3 separate regions of the Mus musculus genome follow, and all the other regions are linked to region 2. Evidence: chromatin contacts called from public promoter capture Hi-C data. All regions are on one chromosome and are shown on one strand. Each heading gives the region's core, a stretch centred on a gene start, on an enhancer-like site or on the middle of the called end of the contact. The rest is flanking DNA. Distances are from core to core; before and after follow the strand shown.

What was found. Promoter capture Hi-C pulls out the DNA fragments that hold promoters and counts their contacts.
Region 1: a contact with region 2 is called in a promoter capture Hi-C map of pre-B cells, with 2.4 times the contacts expected there. The contact joins the promoter of Ccdc180 here to the promoter of Unc13b in region 2.
Region 3: a promoter capture Hi-C map of liver shows a contact between it and region 2, with 4 times the contacts expected there. The contact joins the promoter of Exosc3 here to the promoter of Unc13b in region 2.

What each region holds. Positions count from the first base shown.
Region 1 is chr4:45,888,947-45,893,082 of GRCm38.p6, forward strand. Ccdc180 (coiled-coil domain containing 180) reads left to right here and starts at 1,357. Exons shown (of 38, transcript NM_198660.2): 1 at 1,357-1,441; 2 at 1,906-2,003. The coding sequence starts at 1,420.
Region 2 is chr4:43,056,329-43,060,809 of GRCm38.p6, forward strand. Unc13b (unc-13 homolog B) reads left to right here and starts at 2,625. Exons shown (of 40, transcript NM_001384106.1): 1 at 2,625-2,957. The coding sequence starts at 2,936.
Region 3 is chr4:45,318,470-45,322,922 of GRCm38.p6, forward strand. Exosc3 (exosome component 3) reads right to left here and starts at 2,147. Exons shown (of 4, transcript NM_025513.4): 1 at 1,802-2,147; 2 at 1,081-1,230. The coding sequence starts at 2,122.

The DNA.
Region 1 (4,136 bases), core at 107-2,606, 2.8 Mb after region 2:
TTTTCTTTTCAAGACAGCTCTGGCTGTCCTGGAACTCACTCTGTAGACCAGGCTGGCCTCGAACTCAGAAATCCACCTGCCTCTGCCTCCCAAGTGCTGGGATTAAAGGCGTGCGCCACCACGCCCGGTTAGAAGGGAAAATCCACCAGGGCTCCAGTCCTCCTGGACGTTAGTTGGGAAATTTGATTAAATTACTGCTTGTTATAGGTCACGTGCTACTATGGCCAGCTCCCAGGTAGCTGTAACTGCTGGAGCTGAAGGGAAGGGACAAGTTTCTGATGTTAGAAGCTCAAGCCAGCAGCCTTTCCTGGGGTGAGAAAGGGCAGAGACTGAAAACCTCAAAAACAGAACAGAACAGAAAACAAACAAGAGTAAAAAAAAAAAAAGATTCCTGTTTTGAAAAACAAAACAAAACAAAACATATTTTTCATCCCCTCTATAGGTCACCTTCAGGCTTTCTTTTCTTTTCAGCTAAAATGAATCCTGTCTTTATTTTACTTCACCCTGGACCAAACAATGAGTCTAAAAGGGTTTTGTATTCATCTCTTTGTCATTCGCCTCTGTCAAAGAATGAGAGTAGCGTTTTCAGTCAACACTCCTGAGTTCCTGATGCTGCAGCCAGCTTCAGAAGACCACTCACTCTCAGATGTCAGTGTGGGAAGGGCTTGCCAGCAGGTCTGTTCCCCGACTGCTGCCACTGCAGGCCTTCTCTGGAAAGGAGAAGGGTGGCCCACCATACATGAGAAACTAGCTCAGTGGTTTTCAGCCTTCCTAATGCTGCAATCCTTTAATGCAGTTCCTCACATTGTGGTGATTCACAACCATCAAACTATTTTTGTTACTACTTCCTAACTGTAACTTTGCTACTGTTGTGAATCAGAACGAAAACATTTTTGAGTACAGGTTTGTCAAAGGGTTACGATCCATGGGCCGAAAACCACTGCTCTTAGTGGTCTAGTGCACACGGTTCTCATTAAGGCCAGGCAGGTCTTAAGCCTTGAATTCTGAGCCTTCCAACTTACTTTAAAGTGGGAAAGATCTTATTTCTTTCAGTGTCTTTCAGATTCTTACAGGCAAGGGCCACTTTGTGCTGCCTGCCTGCACAGGTTGATTTTAACCCGTGCAACAATGAGAGACTGGATTCCTTGACCACAACAGTCAAGATCTGCACAGGCTTTCTAACCTCCTACTAGCTTTTGGGAACTTTTAAAGGGCGCTCCAAGGACCCAACATTAAAAAGAAGTGGTGAGTTTCACTACTCCACGTGGGCCTCTGCTGTTGCTGAGTGACCTGGCTCCCTGAGAAGGAAGTGTGCTCAGGGACGGCCACGCCCCCTCGTGTTGCCCCATCCCTCGCGTTGCCTAGGAAACCACAGCGTCCTGCTGCAGTTGCTGGCTTCAGGGTGAATCTGAACTTCAGATGCGGGAGCCTCCAGGCTTGGGTAAGGACCTCAAAATTGCTGGGCTTGGGGGACAGCGGGCTGATTGAGCAGATAGGAAGATGGGCGTGTCGCAAACAGTAGGCATAGGCCAGAATCAAACTGCTCCTTCCCTTTGCAACACTCCCCTATTTCTCCCGGAGGATGTGACTAGGGTTCCAGTCCCATCTGACATCTGAGGCAGATTGACGGTCCCTAGAAGAGCTCTAGTGGAGCGCAGACAATAATCCTGCCCTTTCCAGAAAGTGCCTGTGGGATTTACACCCTGGGCGCTGGCGAAGACCCACTCTCTGTCTCTCCCCCTCCTGCTCCCCCGCCCCCCCCCCACCTAATTTTGTTTGAAATCTAAGTTTCCCCTTAAACAAGGTGTCCTGTGGGATCTAGTGCTGTCTTTAGGCTGGAGGTCCTAGCAAGAGGGTCCCAGCCTCTGAGTAAAAACTAAGACCAAGTCCCAAGTGTATTTCCAGAACGAAGAGGAATTGGGCCAGCAGTCAAGATGTCGCCAGTGGGAAAGGTGTCCCAAGTACAGAATGGCAAAGTCTACCAGCAGATCTTCCAGGCCCAGGTAGGTGTCCTGCTGGCCTTTGCTCCCTTTCCCTCCCCTGGTCTCCCCACAAACTTTCCTGGTCCTTTCTAATTTTTCTTTGTTCTGAGAGTTTCCCTGTCTAAGATCCATTTTATTTTTTTTTTTTATTGAGAATAGATTTTTTCATACAGTAATATTCTGATTTCAATCCCCACCCCATCTTCTCCCAGATTTCCCCCCAATAAGCCGATTTTTAAAAAACAGTTCTCTTTGACAATTACTTTGATTTTTTTTTTTAAATTGCTATTGGGTGTATTATAGAAGAACATTGGGGCATTTGGTCTCAAAATTAAAAACTTAATTTTGGTTAAAAATATTTTTAATCGAAATTATTCAGAATTAGTCTGAATTAACCATCTGTGCCTGATTCTTTTTTTTTTTTTAAGATTTATTTATTATATTTATATGAGTACACTGTAGCTGTTTTCAGACACACCAGAAGAGGGCATCAGATTTTATTACAGATGGTTGAGAGCCACCATGTGGTTGCTGGGAATTGAACTCATGACCTCTGGAAGAGCAGTCGGTGCTCTTAACCGCTGATCTGTGTCTGATTCTTTTGGAGAGCATAAAAGCAGTTCTTATTTTTCTGCTTAAAAGGTGAGTCTTGGCCAGGCATGGTAGCTCATGCCTTCAGTTCCAGCACTTGGGAGGCAGGGGCAGGTGTATCTCTGTGTGTCTATGTAGCAAGCCAGATAGACTCTGTTTCAAAAAACCGATGGTAGTGGTGGTGGTGATGGTGGTGGTGGTGGTGGTGATGGTGATGGTGGTGGTATTAGTGGTGGTGGTGGTGGTGGAGGTGATGGTGGAGGTGGTGATGGTGGTGGTGGTGGTGGAGGTGGTGGTGGTGGAGGTGATGGTGGTGGTATTAGTGGTGGTGGTGGTGGTGGAGGTGGTGGTGGTGGAGGTGATGGTGGTGGTAGTGGTGATGGTGGTGGTGGTGGTGATGATGGTTCTTTTTCTGTACTAGGGTTTTGAATCTCCCTTTTCTCCTTGGCAATCTCTCAGAACTCATGTCCATAGCCAGGGGTATTCACACACCTCCCTGGGACCCAGTGTCAGCCTCAGTAGAAGACTTGTCTGGTACCCAGTGTCTGCCCCCATAGAGGACTTGTCTGGTAACCAAAGTAAAAGGCTTTACTGGCCATGGCTATTGTAAAGATTGTTATCCCTTCTTGAATGTACCTTGCAGATCCAAGAGACCTACAAGCTTCAAATCTAGTGTACTGTTATTGAAGTGGCATTCTTATTCATTTGAGCCATAAATCATCCTGCCTGTGTAACCTTCAAAAATAATAAAGGAATAGAGAAACCAGAGAACTCAAATTACTCATACCATTCAGCTCCTTATATATAGCAAGATATTATTCTCAACCTTCCGTTGTTCTCCCATGTATTTTAAAATTTGAAACCACGCTGTAATTTGGGTTGTCTTTTTTTTTTCCCAAAAAAAAGAGGGGGTGACTTTGTTAAATGTACTGGAAGGGACAGAAGGTCTAGCAGTATCCAAACTATCCTGCCTATAATTTTTAATTTATGTTTTAAAATGAGATTTATATTTATTTTGCGTGTTTGAGTGTTGAGCCTGTCTCTGTGTGTGTGTGTGTGTGTGTGTGTGTGTGTGTGTGTGTGTGTGTGCGTGCGCGCTCGCGCTCATGGCTGGTGCTCTAGAAGGCAAGCAGGGCATTGTGAGCCACGCCGCTGATGAGAAAATGGAGCTCTGGTCCCCTGTAAGAACAGCATGTACTCCTGATTCTGGAGCCGGCTCTTGAGCCCTGCAATTTGTGTTTTAATTGCTATGTTTAATGATACACTATTGGGTAATGGTTTCCTTGCCATAAGACATTTGTGGTCATTTCTGTCTCTAGTAAGCAACTACCCTTCCATCAAAGGATTTTTACTTAGCCCATCTCCTATTACTGAATGGTTCTGGGTTATTTTGCTCTGTTTTTGTTGTTTTGTTTTGTTTTTCATTTATTATCAGTTTCTTATGATTACAAAAATAATTGTATTCACTAAATGATCTTCATTCAAAATTTTCTACATATACCTTTCTTGAAACACCCTGTGCCTGTTAAGAGATCTTCTGCACTGGGTGGGCATGGAGTCTGA
Region 2 (4,481 bases), core at 1,375-3,874:
CTCAGACTCACAGAGATCCATTTACCTCTGTATCCCAAGTGCTGGGGTTAAAGGTGTGTGCCCAGCACCACCTGGCAACATTTTATTATTAGTTATGTGGCTGCACGCATGCGTGCATGTAAGTGGAGGTCAGTGGGAGAGAGTTCTCTCATTCTACCTTGTGGGCCCTAGGGATCAAACTGATCATTACTATTGGCAGCAAGCCCCTTTACCATTGAGCCATCTTGTAAGTCCTATGACTCACTTTTGATAAATGTTAAAAAAAGAAGGGTGGGGTGGGGGGTTGGAGGAATGGAAGACTTGGCAGTTAAAGAGTTTATACTGACACATACATAGCTAGAAATGAAATAAATCTTTTTTTCTTTTTTTGGTTTTTCGAGACAGGGTTTCTCTGTGTAGCCCTGGCTGTCCTGGAACTCACTTTGTAGACCAGGCTGGCCTCGAACTCAGAAACCCGCCTGCCTCTGCCTCCCAAGTGCTGGGATTAAAGGCGTGCACCACCACGGCCCAGTGAAATAAATCTTTGAAAAATGAGGTGATGTCACTCTTATAATCAGGATGGCAGAGATGATGATTTCTATTCTTTTCAGGAAACTGCCTGGCTTTCTCAGCTTCATGCTTTGGCTTCCTTTTTTCTTTTTTTAAAGATTACTTTTATTTCTTAGGGCAATGGTGGTGCACATCTTTAATCCCAGCACTCAGGAGGCTAAGGCCAGCCTGGTTGGCAGAGTGAGTTCCAGGACAGCCAGGGCTACATAGTAAAACCCTGTTTCAAACCTCAACCCTCCCTTCCCCAAAAGATTATTTTTATTTCATGTGTATGAATGTTTGCCTTCGTGTTTGTTTGTACTATGTGTATGACTGACACAGGTGAAGGCAAAAAAAAAAAAAGTAAAAAAAGATGAGATCAGGGCTGGCGAGATGGCTCAGTGGTTAAGAGCTCCGACTGCTCTTCCGAAGGTCCCGAGTTCAAATCCCAGCAACCACATGGTGGCTCACAACCGTCCGTAACGAAATCTGATGCCCTCTTCTGGAGAATCTGAGGATAGCTACAGTGTACTTACATATAATAAATAAATAAATCTTTAAAAAAAAAAAAAAGATGAGTTCCTCTGTAATTGGAGTTGCAGACAGTTATGAGCTCCCATGTGGGTGCTGAGACCCACAGCTGGGCCCTCTGCAAGAGCAGCAAATGAGTTTAGCTGCTCAGCCATCTCTCCAGCTCCTTACTCTTTTCTCTTTTTTCTTTTCTTTTCTTTTCTTTTTCTTTTTCTTTTTCTTTTCTTTTTTTTAAAGACAGGGTCTGATGTAGTTCAGGGCTCCACTGAACTCACTATGTAGTCAAGGATACAAGGATAGTTTTGAATGGCTAGTCCTGCTGCCTCCGCCTCCCAAGTGCTGAGATTACAGGCATCTGATGTTTTGCTTGGCCTCAGACTGTGTGCAAGCAGCTTTGTTGGCCAAGCCTACGTGACAAGGAACTGAGGCTGGCCCATAGTTAATCAAGAACTGAGGCTATGATTCCAAGCCCTGGAGGAATTGGGTTCCGCCAACAATCACAGAAGGGAGGTTGGAACTGAGATACTCCAGTCATGCAGGCACTTGAGAGTTTCTGAAAAACCCTCAACTGGAGGACTCGGCTCAGTTGTGCCTGGATTCTTGACCTGCAGAAAGTTCCGGATAATCAGTGTTGTTTTAAGCTACTAAGCTCTGGGGTTATTTAGTTCATGCCAATAGACAACATACTGGCTGTATCTACTTAGGTCTAAAATGTGTGCACCTCACAATTTTATTAGATTGTTTCCCACTGTTTTATACTATTGGCCAGGTGCAAAGTTTCCAGTCTTGCTGGTCGGCCTCTGCATTCTCTAGGAGGATCCTTGATTTTATAACAGTTCTGTTTGTTCTTTCTAAATTCAGTACTAGAATTCAGAAGTTCAACTCCTTTTCAGTTCCTTGCTTGCTCTAGAAAAACTGCGATGAATAGTTAAATATGCCAACCACTGGCAGCCCTAAAATGCCCACTATCTTTGAGATCTCGTGACTAGTGTGTTCCAAATCTTCCCTAAGGTTCAGTTTTTTTTCTCTTCTCCAGATTCGTAGTTCTAACATTTGGAAAGACACTTAAAAAGAGAGAGAGAGAGAAAGAGAGAAAGCTTCGTGTAGCATAGGCTAGCCTTAGATTTACCATGTAGCCAAGGATGGCCTTGAATTCCTTATACCCTAGCCTCTATGTCTGGAAGAACTGGAATTTTGCCGCCATAGCCCTAATGCAACCTTGTGTAATTACTATGGCAAATCTCTCTCCGGCTGTAAAGCCTCGTCTCATTAAGGAAATCAATTGCCAAGTCTTCAATGAAGAGAATCTGGTTTTTGTGTGGAAACTCCACGCACGTGGGAGGAGCAAAAGGTTTCAACTCTCGCCTCACACAGGTGAGGGCCAGCCCCGCCCATCCTTGCTTTGAAGCCCTTTCAGTGGGCGGAGCTGCTATCAATCTTGGTTATTAGAAAAATGAAGGGGGACCTCGAAGTCTACGTGCTCCCGGGGGGGCGGGGTCGGCAGACTGGGCGCGAGCGGATTGGCCGGGAGGCGTAGCCCTTGGGGATTGGTTCCGCCCAGTCTCTCGCAGGGATCCCAGCCGGAGTGAGGGGAGGGAGTTCTGGTCGCTCACGCTTCGCAGCTATGGCGCCTCGGGGCCGCGCCCAGTCCCCAGTTTGCCGGCGGAGCCTCAGCTCTTTCCTCTGCTCACTCCGACCGTGAGAACCCGGGCGGCTTCGAGGGAGCGGGGAACGCGGCGGGCGCCGGGGACCATGAGGAGCGGCCGGACCCGCGAGGCGGACAGCAGAGGGTGGCGCGGCACCTGCTGAGAGAAAAGAGGGAGCGGCCGGGCTCCGCGCCGCCGAGGTGCGGCGGAGGCTGGTCCGCGCCTCGGCCATGTCGCTGCTCTGTGTGCGTGGTGAGTGCGCGGCCGGCGGGACCCGCGGCTCCCACGCCTGCCCGGACACTTGTGGTAGTGTCCCGGCGGCGCTTCTCCCGAACTTCGCTCCCCGCGCTTGCCCTGGGTGGCGAATGCGTTCGTAGTCACTTCTAAAGGTCCGACGAGTTTCCCCCGCTCCTTCGTGACCCCCCTTCCGCGGCGGACTGTTATCCGTCCATTCTGGCAGCCGTGAGACAGCGTTGTTGTCGGGCTTGCCAGATGCTATTAAACAGTGAAAAGGGTCCGATGCCAGTGGGCACCTGAGGGGACCTCCTATGGTTGGCGCCTGTCTAGAGCGGACAGCTTCTTCTTCTCCCCGCGCTGTGGAACTAGTTGGCCCCGGAGTAGCAGCTTTTTATGACTCTGACCGTGTTAGTGGTACAGCTGTCACATCCCTTCAAGTTTATTTCTTGATTTGCATCTTACTATTGTCTGTCTCGTCCCCGGCTCCTTTCCTGAACCTCAGTTTGTGTCAAGGCATAGATTATATTTTCACATGACACTTTGAAGAAGGAGGTGGTGTTGGCTTCTCCCCTTTGGGAGTGGAACATGGAGAAATGGTTTATTTTATTTTAGCTTTGGCTCTTTCTCTGAGGACACTTGGTCCATCCAGGAAGGGATGTGTTTGTGTGTGATGGTTCTTGGAAACAACAGTCTTGTTATATAGTCCAAGCTGGTTTGGAGTTCATTGTATGGCTCAGTCTGGTTTGGAAGTTGTGATTTAACCACCTCACCTCCCGAGGACTGGGGTTACAGGAAGCTTTTTATAAAACCAGAGCTTTGGAGTTTAAGTCATGTGAGGTACAGTGCCCTGAATTTAGCTCTAGAGACTGTGTTGCTGGTGTTTTTATTTTTTACAAAATAGTATTCCGAGTGCCAAGCTCCGTAGAAATTTTGAATGAATGCAAGAACTGTGATTTTAGAGAGATTAACTGGCCAGAAAAAGTAGGGTTTGGATTGCTGATTGAATTTGATCTTGGGAGATTCAAATTACAAGCCATATATCTGTTGAATAAAATGAGATAAAGTGGTTTGATTGTGAGAGCGTATTTATCCACTAGAGCCTTCCCAGAGCCTTTTCCTGTCACTTTTACAGGGTAGCTAAGAGTTCATGTTTCTTTTGGCTGTACGGATTAGAAGCATTGTTGTTTGTGATCCCTCTGATTGCAGTGTTTCCCCCAGCTGCTGGCAAATGGAACTGCTTTGGGTTGTGCTAGTCTACTGTCTCATTAAATCTGCACTAACCCCAAATAGGATTTGGTTACTTCCGGGGATTATGAGAGCTACAGTTTTTCTTTTTTTTTTTAGTGGTTGATTTTTCATTAATGAGAATTTTGCTTTGGTTTTAGGGAAGCATTTCCCCTCAGCAGCTGGGAGTCTATTTATTCCTTTAGATCCCTGCTGCCAAATAGCAGGATTTGAGAGAGGTTGGGATTGGAAATGCCTCTTGGATAGTTTATTAATTCTCTGCTGCCACCCCAGACAGAGCTAGACCTTATGAAA
Region 3 (4,453 bases), core at 897-3,396, 2.3 Mb after region 2:
TGTAGCTGCTCACAACCTGTCATAACTCAAGTTTCAGGGGACCTGACCTTCCTGTCTGACCTCCACAAGAAGCTGTCACACAGCGTGCAAAAACATACATGTAGGCACACTTTCCTGTGCATACTTTAAAAATGCCTTGTAAGTCCCCACTGTTGTGGGTGATTACAAAACCTAGCGGGAATCATTACACCTTTTCCGGCTTCCTGGGCATGTGGTCCTGCACAGGGCAATGAGAATGAACCCAGTGTGTGGTGAATATGCAGGACAAGTGACGATGAGACAGTCATCAACTCAGTCAGCCTGGACCTCAAAGGTGATGTCTCCTAGGGCTGAGGACACAGCTCCAAACAGGAACACCATTAATAAAGACCCAAGGGAAGGAAACAAAGCCCAGTTACACTGTGAAGCTTAAATATGGTTCCATGAAGTAACAGAAACCACGAGGAAAGACCCCTGAGTACAATGCTCTCTGTGTGATTTGAACAATCCTTTTTTTAATGAGATTTTTTTTTTTAATGAGTTCATAAGATTGTTGCCCGCTCCTGTCAAAAGTGAGACAAAGGGGTTGGCATACAAAAGATAAGAGAAGGAACAAATAAGATTGAGTGACTAAAGACCCTTGAGAGTTGAAGAAAAAGCAGCAGAGAGGCCAGCACATTTCTGGCTCAGGTGTTCAGGAAGAACATGGCTAAACTACCCAGAAAGCCCAACCTGAAAACCTACAGAAACAAGATTACTCTTCTGTCAGCTCCAGCTCCAAGGATTTAGAGCCATGATGAACAGATAGCCAATAGTGCCCATGGCCCTTAGACTAGGGCCATTTTCCTCATGGGGTGGATTCAGACATGACAGGTAAGGAGGGGGATAGCAGATGTAACTCTTCAACCCGGTAGAAAAGAACCAAGGCTGCAAACATGACATACAGCAATACTTCTGGAGCCGCAGCGCCTGAGAAACTCTTATAAACTGTCTTGGAGAACTGGTTTATGCTTTGAAGACAATTCAAGTAGCCCTCTGGATAGTTAACTTTCTCGGGAGTGGATATTTTTTCTTGTTGAAACCAAAGACTCCCATTATTACCTGCACATTTGGTCTGTTTCTTTTAGTTGCCCCTTCAAATGCCAGGTAAGACAAAGACGCTGGCTCACTCCCTCCAACATCAACTTTGAATATATCTCCAGATTTAGCGATCACTATGCCAATCACGTGGTCCCCTTTCACAGGTACATACTAAAAGCAGAATGAAAGAACAGTCATAAATAATACAAATATCATTACAAAATATCTTCTGAAACTTTCATCTAGGTTGATCAGGGTGGGTCTCAACCTATCCAGCCAACTCATACTCCCCATGTAGCTGCAACTACAAAACCGGCCCGCACCAGTCCAACTTTATGAACGTCTAATTCACACTTGATCAAGTTTCAAGTTTTCTCAGCATCCTTTACAAGTCTGGTGGCACAAGAATCTTTACATTCAAGGAAACCCACTCCATTTGACATTATTCCTAAGTGAAAGCTCTTAATTATTCTATGGGAATTTTAATTCCCTGTGATTTATTTGGACTCATTGCAACTGGGACACCAAATGGCAACCCCGAGGCTTTGGGTTTTTCAAGACAAGATCTCACGGAACCTTTCTCTCCTGTCACCCTTCTCAGGATGTGTTCCTATTGTGGTTCCTCTAAAGAAGATGCAGAGAGGGGGCTAGAAGCCACCGCGGCTCTAGATTCGCCTTAACCTATGATCGCTTGCAGGGGGCCCACTTTCGCGGCAGCGCCGCCTCTCCGACATCCGCTCACCCGCTTCTGCTGCGAGTCCACCCAGTAAACGCCGCCGCCGCCTCCGCTGGGCTCCTTGTGACGCAGGCGGCCACACTTGGTGACCAGCAGACGGTCCCCGCAGCGTCGCAAACCTGGGCCACACACTACGCGCAGCCTCGGGCGCGCACCCGCATTCAGGCGTAACGGCTGCTCCCCGGCGCCGCCAAGGCCGTCTACGTCCTCGTGGTCCGGCAGCACCAGCTCCTCCCCGGGGAGAACCACCTGATTCAGCACCTTGTGCACGGCCCGTGCTCGGCAGCCCGCCACCGACTCCGGTCCCGCGGACAGTACTTCAGCCATGGCAGGCGTCACCATCGCAGCTTCCGGTATCTACTTCCGCTTCCGCTACCCGCCCACCAGGGTCATCTCTTTCCGGTGGTTGTGGGCTTTCTGAGTTGGACTTGAGCTTGGGAGATACTCGCTTCATCCCATGGGTGCTACTCCCTGCCCTGTGTCTGTAGCTTCACGGTACCTAATGTAACAATCTCCCACCTCCTCCCACACACATCACACCTTTTCACCTACTTGAGTTCATCTCTTCAGTGGCTTGGGAACATCGGTAACTCAGGAATTCTCCCAGCTACTTCTTTGGGAGCACACTAACAGCTATGTGAGAAACTGTTAAATCCAAAACCCACAATGTGCAAGAACTTAAGAACTTACAGTTTTCTGACTTTGGGGTTATCTGTGAAACCAGCGTTTCTCTGTCGGCATCTTCAATGAGTAATTGATTCAGTTCTCCAACAGCACTGAAGGCCTTGGCATTGACTGAGATCAGTTGCTTGATGCTTTGCTGCCAACTCGAGTTTATAGATTTTTTTTTTAGGGAAGGGGCATCACAATTCCTGCAAATTTGGTAAAATGCTGGCAAGCCATTTAATCCCTGGATATAAGGGACAACTGAAATACAAGTGCCCCAGCCAAGTTGTTAATTAGTGCTATTGAAAGACTGAGAGTAAGACTCCGAGGTAGGCAGATAAGGAGAGGAGCCACGGCTAGGTAACAGGTGATGAATTGTCAAGTTGGCTAACTTCTTCCTCAACCTCAACCTCCTAACTCAATACAAGCTTAGCAGCCTCAAAAAAAGGCTGTGTAGGCTTTTGTGTAGAGGGTAGGAGGGCATGTGCTTCCAGGTAGTCCTATAGAAACCAGAATTGTTAAACATGCAGATCTTTTTCTTCAATGGAAGAAATTGACAGCTATTCACTTGGAAGGCTGGAATGGAGGTTGTTGAATACCAGGTAATTTTACCATTCTGTGGAGCTAGCTCTCACCTGAATCCCCCTTTTCCTGAGCATTTCCAGTCCATAGACTCCATCCTTATAAGAGAGATCTCATGGATTTGAAAAAGAGTTTGCTATTATGATTATAAAAACCTTTCCTCCCTAGGCTCTTCTCCTGAGCATGTTTTCTCAGTCAACAGAACCCACTCTTGTGGAAGAGGTCATGGTGCTTTTCAAGAAAACATGCACTTTGCAAGGGAGTTTAGATATAACCGTGTCCTAAGCTTTGTGGTAATAGTTGTCACAAGAAAACCTTTTTTTTTTTCTTTTGAAAGTTTTACTGTTTAAATAAGTAATAAATAAATAAATAAAAATAAACTGGAGTCAGACTCCCGAAGTTTGTACCAGCCCGGCTAAGTCATGCTGAACCACGTTTACTTCTTACTTTCTGGGGATCCGCTGGCAGCAGAGCTTGCAGGGACCCCCACACTTTTAACTCTCACCTGCAACAACAGCAAGCCCCCTGCTGATGGGCCGGTTGAACAAGTTCAAGGCCTGCACAGGACACATTACACAACAGTTCTGGCCTAATTCACCATCAATTCTTTATTCAAATCGACCAACCCTACATTTGGGGGAGGGGGGGGGGAGAGACTCTTCAAAGACTTTAAAAACGCCAGTTCTCCAGAAAAGATTGGATTTGGGGTGCTGAATCCCCTATGTATTTTGAAAAGGGTCTTTTTCTTGGTGTCCAGTTTGTGGTTTTCTTCACTCCTCATAAAGAGCTTTCTTCAACAGCTGATTATGTCGTCTGCATTTGAGAGGTTTCTGCTTCCACCTGTCGAGCGCCATTTTTTTTCCTTTCAAGCCCCCTAGACTGTACCACTTGGTTAGTCTCTCACAGAGAGACGTTCTCTGGGCAGAGGTAAATTATGCTTCTTTCTTCCTTTATAACTCAGGTCTCAAAAAACGATAGGTATTCTGTGACTAACCAACCAAGCCCACTTTAATTCAATGGCTCAATGCTATGCCTTTGGTGTATTCAGTGATGTCAGGCCTCTGAAAGGTGGAGAAGGAGAATGAACGTTGCTCATTCTCAGGACTGGTCCTCAGCACCTACCCTAGGTAGTTTGGAGTTTCCCAAGGAAATAGAATACAAAATCTAGGGCAGGAGCCATACCCGGTGCACTTCTTTTAGCAAAGGGGCAGGAGGTAGCCCACGCGTGGATTCAGAAAACAAAGGAGGCTAAGTCATTGGAGACTCAAGGCCAGAAAAGGCGGGCCCTTGCAAGCACCACCCACCGGACACGCCCGCGAGGGCCTCGAGCTGGAAGGCTTGTCGCCTGAGCCCTGCCAAGTTTGTACTTCGAATCCTCAGGTTCCTGCGGTAGCGCACCTGCGTGCAGTT